2 separate regions of the Pan troglodytes genome follow, and region 1 is linked to region 2. A link is a contact called in public HiChIP or PLAC-seq data. All regions are on one chromosome and are shown on one strand. Each heading gives the region's core, a stretch centred on a gene start, on an enhancer-like site or on the middle of the called end of the contact. The rest is flanking DNA. Distances are from core to core; before and after follow the strand shown. Region 1 holds the start of ABL1 (ABL proto-oncogene 1, non-receptor tyrosine kinase). Region 2 holds the start of FIBCD1 (fibrinogen C domain containing 1).

Region 1 (2,700 bases), core at 166-2,665, 220 kb before region 2:
CATGTGCCACCACGCTTAGCTAATTTTGTATTTTTAGTAGAGACGGGGTTTCTCCATGTTGGTCAGGCTGGTCTCGAACTCCCGACCTCAGGTGATCCGCCCGTCTCGGCCTCCCAAAGTGCTGGGATTACCGGCGTGAGCCACCGCGCCCGGCCCGCTAGTTCTAATATTTATGCTTTTTGGAGGGTAAAGGGGTTGAAAGGCATCAGAAACCTTGGTTTCTAGGAGCGAGCCAAATTTTCTCCCTTAGAGACTGAAGGAAGTTATCCGACTCCGCTTCCAGGAAAATCCAATCCGCAATTTTTCCCTCGCTTTGGCTCTTCCAGGTCTCACTACTCGCGCCGGGGAGACGCGGTCCGGCCTACGCTAGGCCGGCAAGAGTCTACCAGGTCCCAGGAGGGCGGGGCCGAGCCCCAGCAGTCGGGGCCCGGGCCAGGAGTCTTGGTGCGGGCGGACTCGGGCGCGTGCCGTGGGACCACAACTCCCGGCACGCACCGCGGACTGCGCCGAACACGGTTGGCTGGGAGATCCAGCCCTACTGCTCCCACCGGCCAATGGGACGGAGGAAAGAGGCCTGACCCGGATTCTCGGAGGCCAATGGCAATACAGAGGAGGCGGGTGCTTCCTCACCACTCACCTTGCGCTCAGAGAAGCCACATTTAAAAGGTCGTGCCGGGCCGGGCTTTCGCAGGCAGTGGGACCAGAGCCGGGAGGCGCGGCGGTGTCCCGGGAAAGCGGCTCTTGGGGCATCCGGGTCCCCTCGAGGCGGGCTCCGGACGTCGCCGTGGGCGGGGCCGAGGGCGGGGCCTGGCCTCGTTGTGGAGCGGCTCGTAATCCATCATGGCGGCCGCGGGGTTTGGTGTCTGTGCCTGAGCAGCGCTGGAGCCGGAGCCGGTTCCCGGGTCCTGCGGCTGAGGAGCCCCTCCGCTGTCCACGGCCCCTACCGGCGGGGGGCGGCTGGGTCCCTCGGCGGAGCTCGGGAGATGTGACTGCCTGAGGGCGGTGGTGGTGTCAGCGTCCGGGGCCGGGGGAGGGGGTGTCTCGGGCAGAGACCCCCGGGCTTGGGGCAGCTGAGGCGGCCGGGCCTCCTCTACACGGGGCCCGCCTTCCGCTGTCTGGGCCGCGAGAGTCCTTCGTCCCTTACAGCCCCGCCCCGGCTTTGGGACACTGCGGGTGGTCTGTTTCCCCCAGCTTGGGACACCCCGTTTTCTGAGGCGTGGAAGAGCGTCGCCCCGGAGTAAGCTGCCCGTGCCGCGCCCCGGCAGCTTCCCTCAGCCCCAAGCCGCCCCTTATTCCGGATCCCGGCCCCAACTTTGGCCACGGAGCCTCCCATTCAAATCCCTCCCTTGCTGTCAAGGGGTCTCCCCTTCCCCCAAGGTGGCTCCCGCGAGCCTCTAATGCCCTGACTTCTTCCAATGTCACCTACGGCCCCCTTAGTCTCAGCTCAGCCAAAAACTTTAATGCAAAGGAAAAGTCTGGATTGGTTCCACAGGCCTTTTAAAAAGCGGACTTAAAAGTTGCTGGCAATGCATTCCTTTTCGTCAGAGTCGAGGGCAAACTCGCTGAAATCTGGGTGACCCGTGTCCTTTTCCGGAGAGCAAAGCAGAGAAGCGAGAGCGGCCACTAGTTCGGCAGGAAATTTGTTGGAAGATGAAGAAGCTAAGATAGGGGGTTGGTGACTTCCACAGGAAAAGTTCTGGAGGAGTAGCCAAAGACCATCAGCGTTTCCTTTATGTGTGAGAATTGAAATGACTAGCATTATTGACCCTTTTCGGCATCCCCTGTGAATATTTCTGTTTAGGTTTTTCTTCTTGAAAAGAAATTGTTATTCAGCCCGTTTAAAAAAAATCAAGAAACTTTTGGGTAACATTGCAATTACATGAAATTGATAACTGCGAAAATAATTGGAACTCCTGCTTGCAAGTGTCAACCTAAAAAAAGTGCTTCCTTTTGTTATGGAAGATGCCTTTCTGTGATTGACTTCAATTGCTGACTTGTGGAGATGCAGCGAATGTGAAATCCCACGTATATGCCATTTCCCTCTACGCTCGCTGACCGTTCTGGAAGATCTTGAACCCTCTTCTGGAAAGGGGTACCTATTATTACTTTATGGGGCAGCAGCCTGGAAAAGTTCTTGGGGACCAAAGAAGGCCAAGCTTGCCTGCCCTGCATTTTATCAAAGGAGCAGGGAAGAAGGAATCATCGAGGCATGGGGGTCCACACTGCAATGTTTTTGTGGAACATGGTGAGTGCTTTTCAAAATTTCTGCTCATGGTTTTCCTCATGCATTCATCTTAGGCCTTCAAGGAACTTTGAACAACAGTACTTGCGACAGTTCCTTCCAGTTCCACTTAATAAATTTGTTACTGTAGTTATCTCTTAGTGGAACTTTCTTTGTATAAGAAAAAGTTACTTCGTGACTTCGGCTTTATTCAAAATCTATTTGAGTTGCTTATTTCTTGCCTGATTCCTCTGCTAATTCACTGTTGACCTTGGACAAGCCACTTTACTGTTCCAGGGCTTTAGTTTCCTGAGGGGCTGGACTTCAGTGGTTTCTTAGGATCCCTGGTTCTATGATTCTGCTCTAACCGAAGTCGTGGGCTCTTCTGACAAGCATGGATTCTTTACTGCTTTGTCTACAGAGAGCTTTTATCATATTCTCAAAGTGGTTTGTGTTCCTGAGAAAGTTAAGAATCATGG
Region 2 (2,700 bases), core at 28-2,527:
GAATCTTTATTGATCCCCTACTGTATGCAGGGCCCTGGCTAAAGGGAAGGATGCAGAGGAGATTCAGGGGGTCAGGTTCAGGACCAGGTGCCTGGCACAGGGTAGCGCCCAGAGTGGAGATTCTGTGGGTAGTTAAGATGCCCATTGTAGAGGTGAGGAAACGGAGACTCAGCAACGGGGCTGATTTGTCTGTGGACACACAGCGAACTGTAAGTCCCCGCCTCCCTCTGCACCCGCGTGCACCAGGGTGCTGCTGGGGGTGCGGGGACGCGGGAGACCTGGCCCGCAGCGCGCGTGGCTCCTGCAGGGGTGCCGCCCCCACCGAACCTCGAGTTCAAGCCTCGGCTGGGGGAGGAGGAGAGGAGGGTCCCCATCCCGGCCCGGGCCTCCGGAGCCTCGAAGGGGTGCGCCCTAAACTCCAGCCCCCGCATTGGGTGCTCGCCCCGCCGGCCCGAGCGGCCACCGCCTGGCCAGCCGCCCAGGCCCCGTGTCCCAGCGCCCGAGCGTACCTGCGGCTTGTCGCGCGGCCGGTCCTCAAGTTGGGCAGCGCCGCCCATGGTCTTCCACCGGTCGTTGACCATCTTCCGGCAGGACTGGCGGGGGCGCCGGGCGAGGCGCGCCGCTGCGGAGCGCAAAGGCGACGGGGTGGGCGCGGGCGCGGGCGCGGGGCGCGCTCTGTCCGCCGGGTCCCCACCTCTGTGCCCCGCGCCGGGGCGGCCCGGGAGCGGGCGGGCGTGTGAGGATGAGCGCGCCGCTGTGTGCGGGCGGGAGCAGGAGCGGGAGCGCGAAAGCCGCCAGCCCAACGCCCGCCGCTCGCGCTGCGCGCCGTCCCCGCTCCCGGCTCCCGCGCCTCCCCGGCGCGCTCCTCTCCCTCCTCCCTCGTCCCTCCTCCCTCCTTCTCAATCTCCGCATCTTTTCTGGTCTCGGACTCTCTTTGCTTTTTATTGCTCCCCTCGGCCTCCCCCGACACACTCACACACGCGCGCGCTCACACCCGCGGACTTGGATACTAAACTCCGCCTCCGAAAAGACCTAGGGAAAGGAGGCCGAACTGGCCCCCAGATACCGCGGCCGGCCGGAGGGCAGCAAACAGCCGCGGGCGGCCCGGCTCCTGCTGGCTCCCGGAGGGGCCTGAGAGCCCCCCCCGGCGGCGCCTCTGCACAAACTTCCTCCCGGACCGGACTCACACAACTCACCATGCGCGGGGCGGGCCCCGAGGGCGCCCCCGCCGGCCGGTTCGGCGTCTCCGGGGAGTGGCGCGGCGCTCCTTCCGGCTCCCTCCCGGCTCAGGACGCAGGGCTCGCCCCAAGACCCAGGCTGCGCCGGGGGCAGTTTCGGTGGGGTGCGCCCCCTGCGGGCCCCCGAGGTGTGGGTCCAGGTCCCGGGGCAAGTGCGCCCAGCTGTGGGGTCTCCAGCCCCCGGGGACCTCCCTGCGCCGGACCCCGACGCGTGAGCCTGGTCCGGTGGGCGTCCCAGTCCGCGTCCGCAGACCCGTGCCCTCGCGCCCGCGGTCGGAGAGCCCACACGACGCCCCCCTGCCCGGGCGGCCCGTGGGCGAAATGGGGGTCCCCACCACTGCCACAGCCGCCGGCGCTGTGGTCGCGAGTACCAGCCGCTCCGCGCTCGGCCGCGCTCCCGGCCGATCGCCCGCGCTCCCCGGCGCGCCCCGCGTGGTCCCAGCCCCCGCCTTCTCCTCCGCCGGGAGGGGATTTGTGCCAGGAGGGGGCTTCTTAGTTGCCCCTTCCCACCAGCAGCACTTTTAAAAGCATTTAATCCGCCCGGAGCGGCCTTCGGAGGTAATTGACAAAGTCCTTAATCTGCGCGGCGAACGAGCTGCTATTGTGGTTTCTGACCGGGAGGCGCCCACACTGCCCGACGCCGCGCTCCCCTCCCGCCGCCCCGCCGAGCCCGCCGGCCGCCCCTCCTCCGCCCCTTTCTGCGTCCCCATCTTTTTCTGCTCCCCCAGCTCCAGACAGACCCCCGTTCCCCGCCCCCGCTTCTCCCCAAAGCTGTTTTCCGGCTCCCGGGGCGCCTTGGCCGCCGCGCTGTTCCCTGGCACCGTCTCCGTCTCTCCCCCACTGGCTGCCAGTCTGTCGCCCCATCTTCGTCCCTCTCCCGATCCCTCTACGCGTCCGGCACTGGCGGGGCAGACTGGTTGGGGGTGGGGGCCGCGTCCAGCCTGGGCTGGGGCACTCCCTGAACCCCGGAGCGGGGGACCCTGTGGCCCGGTGCCATCCGAGGAGACTGCCACCCGCCAGGCGCTGGGTTCACAAACCACCAGCTGTTTGTCCCCAGCCGCCTTTTCCTTCCAGGACGACCGCTGGCCTCACCTACGGCCCGATCCCGGCTTCCCGGACTGAGGCTGCCCGGGAGTTGGAGAGGATCCCACAGCAATGGCTGGGAGTCAGGAGACCCAGGTTCCAATTCTGGCCTCTGGCTCTTTCTGGCCCCTCGGCCTTTCCTATGAATTAAGAGGGTCAGCAGGTGATCTAGAGGGCCCTCAGACTTGGGAAGAAGGATGTGATGGAGGGCACAGGGCCCTGGCTGTGTGGCTGAGGGCAAGCAACATACCTCTCCGAGCCTCAGTTTCCCCATGTAAGCCAAAGGGTTAACTGCACACTTTTCAGAAGGACTCTGCCACAGTGCATCACAGCACCTGAGCAGGGCAAGGCTCAGATGTTCCTGCTGTGACCTTGGGCA

The links. HiChIP or PLAC-seq counts read pairs in DNA pulled down with a chosen protein or histone mark.
Region 1: a contact with region 2 is called in an H3K4me3 HiChIP or PLAC-seq map of stem cell-derived excitatory neurons, with 9 times the contacts expected there. The contact joins the promoter of ABL1 here to the promoter of FIBCD1 in region 2. A contact is called at or near these places in 3 of 7 Hi-C or Micro-C datasets (blood, induced pluripotent stem cells and stem cell-derived neural progenitor cells), 1 of 1 datasets of contacts at active chromatin or transcription factors (stem cell-derived excitatory neurons) and 1 of 1 other capture datasets (stem cell-derived neural stem cells).

The regions. Positions count from the first base shown.
Region 1 is chr11:7,739,389-7,742,088 of NHGRI_mPanTro3-v2.0_pri, reverse strand. It overlaps ABL1 (ABL proto-oncogene 1, non-receptor tyrosine kinase), which reads left to right and starts at 1,415. Exons shown (of 11, transcript XM_016961878.4): 1 at 1,415-2,245. The coding sequence starts at 2,110. LOC129136059 reads left to right here and starts at 1,416. Exons shown (of 1, transcript XM_055078613.1): 1 at 1,416-1,514. The coding sequence starts at 1,416. The coding sequence ends at 1,514.
Region 2 is chr11:7,515,495-7,518,194 of NHGRI_mPanTro3-v2.0_pri, reverse strand. FIBCD1 (fibrinogen C domain containing 1) reads right to left here and starts at 1,277. Exons shown (of 8, transcript XM_063788166.1): 1 at 977-1,277; 2 at 510-622. The coding sequence starts at 1,199.